Regions from separate parts of the Mus musculus genome. Here region 2 is linked to region 1. A link is a contact called in public ChIA-PET data. All regions are on one chromosome and are shown on one strand. Each heading gives the region's core, a stretch centred on a gene start, on an enhancer-like site or on the middle of the called end of the contact. The rest is flanking DNA. Distances are from core to core; before and after follow the strand shown. Region 1 overlaps Rora (RAR-related orphan receptor alpha). Region 2 overlaps Rora (RAR-related orphan receptor alpha).

What was found. ChIA-PET counts read pairs in DNA pulled down with a chosen protein or histone mark.
Region 2: a contact with region 1 is called in an RNA polymerase II ChIA-PET map of memory CD8 T cells, with 86 read pairs. The contact joins two enhancer-like sites. A contact is called at or near these places in 5 of 484 Hi-C or Micro-C datasets (CD4 T cells, Th1 cells, adipose-derived mesenchymal stem cells and 2 more) and 6 of 115 datasets of contacts at active chromatin or transcription factors (CD8 T cells, the SCID.adh cell line, T-cell acute lymphoblastic leukemia and 3 more).

Annotation. Positions count from the first base shown.
Region 1 is chr9:69,030,901-69,036,366 of GRCm38.p6, reverse strand. All of the region lies in intron 1 of Rora (RAR-related orphan receptor alpha), which reads right to left. Among named protein-coding and RNA genes, the nearest start is that of Gm31262, 210 kb to the right of the region's middle. Within about 2 kb of position 1,971, at least 55 of the 459 cell types and tissues checked have an H3K27ac peak or open chromatin away from gene starts, as enhancers often do. A contact at or near this core is called in CD8 T cells, the SCID.adh cell line, T-cell acute lymphoblastic leukemia and 4 more, where this site is marked.
Region 2 is chr9:69,162,465-69,167,655 of GRCm38.p6, reverse strand. All of the region lies in intron 1 of Rora (RAR-related orphan receptor alpha), which reads right to left. Among named protein-coding and RNA genes, the nearest start is that of Gm46153, 140 kb to the left of the region's middle. Within about 2 kb of position 2,000, at least 50 of the 459 cell types and tissues checked have an H3K27ac peak or open chromatin away from gene starts, as enhancers often do. A contact at or near this core is called in CD8 T cells, the SCID.adh cell line, T-cell acute lymphoblastic leukemia and 4 more, where this site is marked.

The DNA.
Region 1 (5,466 bases), core at 722-3,221:
ATCTGCACCCCACGTGAAATTCCATTCCTAGGTTGAGATCACCAAATGTCCAAACCCAAGAACAACTCAGCTCAGAGATCGGTCCTGATTTCTTCTCCCTGCTCCTTGTGTCTAAGTTGCAAGGAGACAGGGAAAGGACTGTGCTCATTCGACTGCCTCAGGATTTTTTTCAACCTTGTTCAAAGCACATTTAACAAAAATTGCAGTATTCTTATGTTAAGGTGAGGTGTTTATTTTATTCTCATTCACCCTGGTGCACATGCATGAAAGAGGCAAGGGTGATGCAGATAAAGTAGCAGAGATGCTAACCATCACATCAGGACCTCACCCTATGTGAGGAAATGAGAGGATAGAAAGACTTATGTCCCCATGGATGAGATGACTGGTTGGTCAGGACCGTAGTCCTATGTCTCCAAGCAGAGAATTATTTTCCCTTCACAACCTTGCAGCTTCAGCCATTCCCACCCATGTTCTACCACAGATGTCCTTGTCAAGAGTCTGTGAGTCTCTCAAGGGATTTGAGAGGGGCCCTGTCACCCTGTCCACGTGTGTATTTTTGTTTTGTTTTGCTTTTTCCCCAGCGGGTAGAGGTCAAGGATACATTTATGATTAACACCGTGGGGTGGAGAATTCGCAGGTTTGAATGCTGCGTGAAGGGAAAGACATGTCAGAACCATGGAACAGTGGCCAGGCTGAACAAAGTTCCCCCAAATCTCCTTCGGATGTTCTGGAGTTTCTGATGAACTCACAAATTAAGCTTTGGATTAATTTTTAAAGCACACACCTCAGGAAAATACACAAATTTCCATGCCAGAGGAGCCAGTGAGCTTTGTGCAGCCTGCTGCTGGGCCTGCTGCTCTATTTGGGACATACAAACAAGCCAAATAGTTCCGCCTTCATATGCTTCTTTTCTTCTGGCCTTTTCTGGGAACATTTTCTCTATTTTTGAAGTGGTGAGCTTGTTCTTGACTTTGAAGATGGGCTTGATATGCCTCTTGCTCCTCACAGGGTCTCTTCTGGTCCTAGTCTGTCTTCCCACAGATCCTGGTATCTCCTTGGCCCTTCCTGAATTAGATTCTAGATATTTGTCATCTCTCCTCCCTCCCTTCCCACCTTTCTTTCCCACTCCTCCCAGTGTGTGTGTGTGTGTGTGTGTGTGTGTGTGTGTGTGTGTGTGTGTGTGTTACTATATTGAGAGTCTCCTAAGGATATTTGCTCTGTTGTATTCACCTTTGCACTCTGAGTGGTCAGTTCCCAGAATAGAGAGAGAACAAAGGAATTACCACGTTCGAAACTTAGAAAAACTATATCTAATTCAGGCAAATTTCAAGAGAAAAAGTCAGGTAAACCTGACTTTCTAAGCACAGCTGGAGAGGCCCCCAATTGACCAGTTCCCATTATACATTAATGACTAAAGCACCCACCGGTGAGCAGCTGCTTTGAGTAAGCCCCCCACACAGGCCCAGTGCCCACATTTGCATGGGCATGCACACACAAAAGCTAGAAGGAGCTTGGAGTGTCATGCAGAGGTGCAACCCATAAGATAAGATCATCGTGCTGCACAAAGAAGTGAACCACGTGACGATGTGGGTAACCCCAGGCACAGATGACACCCTCAGCAAGGCCCCACTCAAATCTAACCACATCATCTCTTCATGAAGCAAACATGAAAAAAAGCACCACTCCAACAATTACCAAAAGGGTGGTTTCATGCTTACCAGCCTCGATGGTATCAACACTCCTAACTCCAGGGCTACACTTGGGGAAATAGTTCTCTGAGATAAGGAGATGAACTATCTGCTCAAGAGAATGTGCAGGAAGTGAAGGGAGCCAGGCAACACGTAACGAAACAGTTTGTGGCCGATGAGCCATCTAAATAAAAGTGTCCCCAGGCAGCTTCAGTTGTGTAAGCAGAGGAAACCAAGACACCCTATCTCTGAGTGAGCACACTGTGGGTGCCAGCGTGCGTGTGTATCCACGGAGCATCTTGGCTAAAGTGAAAGTCACAGCTCCTCTAGCTGTGGCTGACACCTGCATAGAGTAGAAAAGTTGCAAAGGTGAGGTGACTTCCCATGCAGCAGCTTTGAAGACCCTTACTGGGTGGCTCTGTCTGCTGTGTGAAGCCATTGGCTGAATGGCCATCGCGATGCCATCCCGAGAGAAGGGACAGTGATGGCTCAGTGCAGTCTGGAAAGAGAGGCTGCACTTAGCTTCCTAGTACCTTGACATAGTTGGGTGATGAGCTCTGAGCCACTGACGATGGCATTTTGCTTTCAGAAGCTTTGCTCATGTTTCTTCCGTGTTTTCGGCAGTGTGGCGACTCTCATCCTTTCTACCCCTTTTTACTCCAGCAACCTTTTCTGCTTAAGCAGGTTTGGGAGCGTCTATCATCATTGTTTTTATACTTCTTTATGAAGTGTGTCTCGGTGTGACTGTGTGCATGTGAAGCTTGTACACTCTGACTTGTAGGAGTCTCTGGTTCTTTCCTTCCACCCCATGGGTCCCATGGGACCACACAAAGTCATCTGGTTTGGTAGTAGGTGACTTTACCCACCAACCTACCTTGCCATTCCCCCCCTCAAGCTATCTTTATATGAGTCTTCAAGGCCCTGGAGTGCTACAATATGAAAGCCAGGATGGGCCTTAGTGGCATAGAGCCCAAACTACACTGGTGCAAAGACGTGCTTTAATTCTCTGCTCTGGAATTAGTCAATGCTCTTTGACTTTAGTTAAGTCCCTTAACCTAAGTTTCAGGCCATCTGCATTAAGTTTGCTGTAGACATAGGAGTTCCCTCATGTGAAGTCCTTAGCACGCGAGCCATACAGACCTCACTATATGGAGCTATTGTGATGAACAATGGATCAAAGAGAATCCTGAGGTCCAGAGAGTGTAAGTATTTCATCCTAAGCAAAGGAGTCTTGAGTGGTCAGTAGCTATCAAATCTAGTAGATAATGTCTGAATCAGAGATGAAAGTACTCATTACTGGTTTAATTCATGGTAGAACTAAAGTCCATTCAGTTTTGGGACAGAGCTTGGCACACTATATTACAATGATATTAGTAACTGCACACGTGTGCGCGCGTGCACACACACACACACACACACACACACACACACACACACACACAAGGTCTATTCAACTGAAAAGTGGAATCTGGCACTTTCTAGGTCTCCTAAAAAGAGTATAGCACCAAAGACTGGAGATTTCTGTTTAATCTGCTATTTCCCAGCTGCCATATCACCATGCCTCTACTATTCTAGAAAACTCACCCAGGAAGGTCTCAGCCTGACATGTTCCCTGAGGGATACATTCCTTTTTTACAATGCAGATAAAGACTGTTCCAGAATCCTGGGAAGTTAATTAGAGTCACTGGTAATTTGAGTGACTGCAAAGCCCCAAGGCATTCACAGAATGTTCCTCTGTCCCTATATTCTAGAGCTTCACACTGGTGAGTGTGTGTGTGTGTGTGTGTGTGTGTGTGTGTGTGTGTGTGTGTGTGAGAGAGAGAGAGAGAGAGAGAGAGAGAGAGAGAGAGAGAGAGAGAGAGAGACACTGGGGGGGTATCTGCTCATTTCCATTTTCCCCAACAAAGTACTTGGGTTACAGGCATGTGCTGCCATACCTGCCTTTTTCTACGAGTTCTGGGGCTCCAACACTCAGCCCCTAATGCTTGAACAGCAACAGCAACTGGAGGGAGCCACCCCTCATTCACTGTGCTTCCGTTTGTGTATGCACTTATACCCAGAAGTCAGAAGCCAACCTTGGAAATTGTTTCTCAGGAGTCACTCACATTTTAAGTTTGAAGATAAGGTCTTTATTAGACTAGAATTTCCCAAGTATGCTTCTTATTGTTTTTTATGTGGGTTCTGGGGCTCTGTGTTTGCAAGACAAGCAGATTACTGAGTGAGCCGTCTATGCAGTCCAAGCTGACCTTTGGCAGTGGTAGCTCAATGACAGGGCTGAGACACCAGGCTCTCTAATCCATTATCTGAAGGATGCTCCATGCTAGACTTTCTTCCGGATGGTGCCTGTGTTGCTAAGATCATGACGCCTCTATATAGGATATTCCAATTAACCCAGTGTTGTTTTTACTGCTGTGTACAGTACTGAATATACTTCTCATAAAATAGCCTTTATGTAAACGACCATGACCTGGATTCAGATCTTTATTTTCTATTTCATAAGCTCTTCTAATATCACTGTGGAATCAGAATGGATGTACACTATTTTCTCTTGGCACTGAATTTTGGGGACTAAACTCTGCTCAATATTAGGATCACAGCAAGAGCTCAAGAAAGTATGGGTACAAATGCACACACACACACACACACACACACACACACACACACGGAGCTGCCAGGATGTATGTGTGTATATATATATGTATGTATATATATACATCTTACCCTACAGTTGGTACCCCCTCAGGGTCTCATGGTTTTTAGTTATGAGTATAAAGGCCTGAGTAAATTGTCCTGATTACAAAGAGTTGGGAAGAGTCAGGCTGTGGCCACACCTCCCTTAGGAGAATTACAGTGTGAAAAACAGGTGGACATAAAGACCCATCAAAAAGACAAAGATGGTGATTTTGCTTGTTTCTTTGCTTGCTTTCATATTTCTGCAAAGCAAGGGTCTGTCTGGCCAGGGTTGGAAATGGAGCCCTGTTCGCCTTGGAGGAAGACATCCTTTCTTTGACTCTGCCTGTCTATTTTCTACTTCTGTGACCTAAGTCACAGCTCCTGGGGAGAGTGGCTAATGATGGGGACAGGTGGCCCATCTACTCTGGGACACCCCACTGCCAATAGCTTCTTCGAACACTTCTTTAATATAATCCTTTCAGGATGCTGAGGACAGAATCTAAACTTGGGCTGTCCAAAAAGGTAGCTTCCATGCACATAAAGCTATTGGGCAGGTGAGGGCTAAACTGAAGGGTGCTTTAGATGAACGATGGATGTTGATGGTGTCAAAAAAGGTAAGACATCTTTTACAAAGTTTTCTATCTGTTTTGGTTTTTTGTTTGTTTGTTTTGTTTTCTTGAGACAGGATCTCATGTAGCCCAGGGTGGCTTAAACTTGCTTAAATTTCTGATCTTTCACCCTCAACCTTCCAACTGCTAAGATTACAGACCTATGTCACCATGTCTGGTTTATGAATAAATGTATTTGTACACGACAGGCAAGCACTCTACCAATTGAGCCACATCCCCAATCTCCTTGAACGTCTAAAATGACACAGGTAACTTACATTATGCTTCGACTAGACAGTACTAAACTGCATGGTGATTACCTGAAAATTCATTTCCATCCCAGTATGGATTAATCAGGGAAAAGACAATTCTGGATGCCCCTGAACATCGCAGCACACTGAACCTGGGGTTGTGTGATCTTACCCGGAAGAAGAGACTTTCCAAGAATGAGTCAGTATTTTGAGACATGAAAATGATCCTTGATCATCAAAGTGACC
Region 2 (5,191 bases), core at 751-3,250, 130 kb before region 1:
TAGACCCCAAATTGTTCCTGTCTAAAAGAAATGTGGGGACAAAGATGGAACAGAGACTGAATGAATGGCTTGCTCTTTCTTCTCATTTTGCTTTTTCCTTCTGCCTTGAAATGACCTAGCTCAAAGGCTATTGGAAGATGATTTCCTTTGAGTCGGAAAGCTTCTCCACTATTCAGCCCTCCAAGTTTTTCATATGCTTGTAGCAATGCACTTTTTTTTACCCACAATATATAAGAAAGATCCAACACTTAAAACATGTTTCTTGAAACAAATTATCATAAAACAGCAAATTCCTTAGTCGCCCCATGCTTACTCCCAAGATGCTGTAAATTACAATACAATGGAGTGGGTTCAGTTCTTTTCTGTAACAGCACAGCAAGACTATTTTGGTGATGCTCAGTCTAAGACACTAATTGTTTCCTTAGAAATGTAATACATTGGAATGCCAGGGACGATTCATTTTTCTGCTTTGAATAGGGGAAGTGATGTTTGTTATCATAGAAACACTGTCTGGTATTTTCACATGGAACTCAGATCCTAAACAGGATGTGGTGGACATTAGAAACGATTTATTCCAGGGGTGAGGTTGCAAGGTTCCCTCAAGACCTGTTTGCATTATAAATGACTATCTAGCACTTTGATTCATGTGTGTGTGTGTGTACATGTGTGAATGTGTATTCATGTGTGTGCATGCGTGTACATTGTCTTGTGAATGTGTGTGTGTTAATGCATATGTATCCATGTCTCTGTGAATGTGTGTGTTCTGCATGTGAGCATATGTGAAGGTGTTTGTGGGTGTGTGCATATGTGTGAGAGTGTGATTTGTGTGAAGACAAGAGGACGACTTTTTTGTCATCCTTCATAAAGCTTTGAGACAGGGTCTCTTCTTGGCCTGAAGCTCACCTGTTAGGTAGACCGGCTGGGCAGTAAGCTTTAGGGATTCCTGTTAGGCTAGACTGGCTGGGCAGTAAGCTTTAGGGATTCCTGTTAGGCTAGACCGGCTGGGCAGTAAGCTTTAGGGATTCCTTTGACTCTGCCTCCCCAACACAGGGATCACAGTGCACACCAATACACTTGACATGCTATCTAGCACTTTATAATTAACATGACATACAGCTGGGTGAGATGGGGCATGTAGAGTACAAGGAAAACTGAGGCAGGAGGATACTAAATGTGAGTCTAGCCTGGACTGTTTAGCAAGACCCTGCCATAAAACTAAAGTAAACTAAAGTATATTACATTTAAACACTCAGATGTGTCCTTTAAAAAGGTATGTCTATATTTTGTTTTTTACATCGATCAATTGATTGATGGATGATTGATTGGCTGCACACAGCATGCTGGAGGAGGACTTGAGGGAGTCAGTTCACTCCTTCCACCACTCCTTCCACCCAGGCATCAAATAAACCTAGGCCACTGGGCTCGGTTGCAAGCACCTTTAATTGCCTGGTTATCTTGCCGGCCTGTATCTGCCTTTTCTTAAATACAGAAAGTATAGCAATGCAAGGCCGGGGTTCCTGTGTCAAGTGAATAAAGCTGACCCAATGGAGTTCCACTGTCCTTCTCATTCACACTTCCCAGTCCACCCAAGGAACACCACTCTCCATGCCAGGGTAGAAGTGAGGTCACATCCCTTGTGCCATCAGGACTGCATAGGGTCTTAGGGCTGTTTTGATTTGTCTTTTGAATATGCACCCAGCTAGACCAGGGTATCCATCTAGGTGAGCCCTGGGGTCAATTGTACTTAAGGACAGTTTTGGGGAAGGCTGAAAGGCTAGCCTTCCATTGTCACACAGCAGGGCTGGTCTAGTCCCTGTGGGTCCCAGGAAACCTTTTAGGGTAGCTGGTGCCAGTAGCTTCCAGCCTCAGCTGTGGAGTTTCTCAGGCAGCCAGAGTTCAGGACTCACCATTCACAGTGAGAATGCAGGCTGTCCTGCAGTTGCTAGCTTATGACAAGTCTAGGACCAAAAGCTTCAAGTTGAGACTCTCATCTCTCTGTTGGGAAGTTGACGCTTACACACGGCCTTTTCCCTACTCAACCGTCATCACGGCAGATACGCTGAACCTGGGGGAAGTGGGGAAAACCCAGCAGCTTAGGTTACGTTATCAGTAAGGAAAACAGATTTTTCATTTCCTGCCCCTTTTATTATTTTTTCTTCAGGCTGTGGCCAGGACCTCTCTGGCAATGAGAGATTACACTAAATTGTTCTAAATAAGGGAGGAAGAGGGACTGTCATTAATATCATCTTCCCCAAGAAAATGAACCCAATGAAGCCAGCTATCTGTGCTGGGGATCCTTTGGGAGGGTGAGCCCTGTGACCTAGGGGACCCTGCAGCTCCTCCTTACTGCAAATCCAGCCCCATAGGTCCCTTGACAAGAGGAAGTGGGTTTTTGGCTCCTCCTCTCTCCCCTTCACCCACTAAGAAAATCAAAGGCGCCTTTTATCAGTTTGGCAAAAAGACAAAGGGAATGCACTTAAAATTCTTGGTTCCTATGGTTGCCATTCTCAGAGAACCCTGAATGGAGATTTGTAGAAGTTTTTTCTTTCTTTCTTTCTTTCTTTCTTTCTTTCTTTCTTTCTTTCTTTCTTTCTTTCTTTCTTTCTTTTTTGTAACCAAGACTAGACAGCAGCCAGAAGGAGAAAGAGATCCAACGGAAAGGAACATTTTGAAATCCACTCCCCCATCCTTTCCAAGTCCTCTCTCGCTCTCCTCCCGATCCCAGGCTTCGGAGGAGGAGGAGGACAAGCATTCCCCCAGGAGAGAGGCTAATGCAATGGCCCCAGGCCGACTCTCTTCACTTCTCAGTCCTTCCTAAGCAGCTGGGAAGATGTGAATAAGTACCAGAACCAAGCCAGTCTCCAGGAAAGAGAGCTGAGTCATAGTTCCCAGTTCTGGAACTTTCCACACAGTAAGGGCTCGGTGTGTAAGAGTTGCTATGATCTTTTAGAAATACAAATTTTTGCATCCGTGTATGTGTCCATGTTTCTGTGTGTAGACATGTATGTATGTATGCAGGTGTCCGTATGTTCACTCAGAGGTTAGAGATCAATTTTTGATGTCCTTTCCCCTTGGCTCCCGACCCTGCCTCTCTCCAGAGCTTCTCCCTGAATTTGAACTCCCTCCTTCAGTTAGGCTGGCTGGTCCATGCACCCCAGGGGTCTACCTATCTCAGTCTCCTATCGGTGGTGGGACCTCAACAATGCACACCATGCTTGGCTTTTTATGTGAATGCTGGGATCCGAACTCAGGTCCTCAGACTTGTGCAGCAAGCACTTTATTGATTGAGTCATCTCCTTGACCCTCTGTTATGGGCATTTCAACATTTGATGAAAGCACTTTATTTAGAACGCTTAGCAATAAGACGTGCAGTACAGAGCAACAGCAACCAGCTGGTGGGTTGTAGGTGCCTGGTATTTCAAGCTAAAATTCCATAGGATGCTGAAGCAAAGCTCCCCCTAGACAAAATTAGCCCCACCCAATCCCAGGAATCCAAAAGCAACAGAATTAGCCTCTTCTTAATACCTGCTCTCCTTACAGTGTAGCAAGTTTGTGTCCATGAGCAAGAGGACTCTGGGATGTTAAAATGGGCTTCTGATGGATAAAGGGAATGTTATACATGTATACACAGGACACACACAGACACACAGACACACACAGACACACACACACACACACACAGACACACACACACACACACACACACACACACACACACACACACTAAAATAGCATTCAGTCATAAAGAAGTCCTGAGGTCTGAGGAACATTGATGCAACTAGAGAGCATTACCTTACATGACATAAGCCAATCTCAACAGGGCCAGCTTTGTGGAGTTTGCTTTACATATGGAGACAGAGAGGGACAGAGGGAGGGAGACTGTGAAAGCAGGGGAGAAAGAGAAAGGAGAGCATGGTGTGGTATCTTAGTTAGCTTTAAATGTGACCTTGACCCAGCCTAGAGTCATTTGAGGAAAACCTCCCAAGAGGGATTGTCCAAATCAGAATAGACTGTGGGTATATCTTTGGGGGACTGTCTTGCTTGTTAATTGACACCGGCAGTTCAGGGCTACATAAGAAGCCTTGCTAAACATGGTTATATGAGTGAGCCAGTGAGCAGTGCTCCTCCATGGCTTTCGCTTCAGGTTCCTGCCTTGACTTCCCTCAAGGATGGGCTGGGACAACTATAAAATGAAAGAAACCCTTTCCTCCTCTAAGTTGCTTTTGCTCAGAGTGTCTGTCTTAGTGACAGGATGAAACTGGAATAGGCGGGAAAAGAAGAGAGGAGAGGACAAGAGAGGACAAGAAGAGGGCCACTGCCATCAAAGCACAATGTGTATATTAAGGGCATTACCAAAGTAGAACATGTCAATACAAACAGCTCACATGATTTCCTATAGTGTGACATGTGACCAGATGAAAAAGGAGGCCAGTACTGCATTGGAGATGTAGCTTCATCCCGCAAATGGAACAATGAAGGTCTCACCTCAGCAGATCTGCAGAAGGTGCATGGGGCCTCTATGCAGAGGCGTGATGCCTTGATCTTGTGAACCGAAGAGATCTGGCCCAAGTCTTTTGCCTGGTTAGGGCCCAGGGTGAGATCAGAATTTAAGTGTTATTGATTAGTCATTAATGGGGTTTACATGTCACAAAGCTCCCTCTGGCAGCTGGGTTGGTCACCTACACTGTTGTCAAGGGTTTGCCATCCTTTCTGATTCTAGCCTTTTCTAGCAAAAGGAATGATTCTATGAAGACACAAAGGTCTCATGGCTTTTGTAGCCCACTCAGAAAGGCAAAGCCTTGGCCACACCTCCCAACGTGGAAAAATTTCTACCTGGGAGACCCACAAGAAGCAAGAATCCAGTGCACAAAGACATGAGGAACAAGGAAGGAGATGGGATTTAGCAGTTGAGGTTTGAACGATGACTAGGCAGAAACTTCTTTTCTCTTACTAATACAATGGGGCAACCTGCATGTCCTATCTACCAGCCCAAAAGGCTTCCCAGGAATAGACATGTGAACTCTGGAGGCAACACAAAGATCTCCACCTCAGACCTCCACGTGGGTTATGTGGTGGCCTAGAAAGAGTGTCCTTGGAGACTTTTCGAGGAGACTAGAAGACGCCTCAGCAAACAGCTCAACGAATACCATGGCTCCATTCGTTCCTTAAGGTTTATGTTTGAGTCAATTGT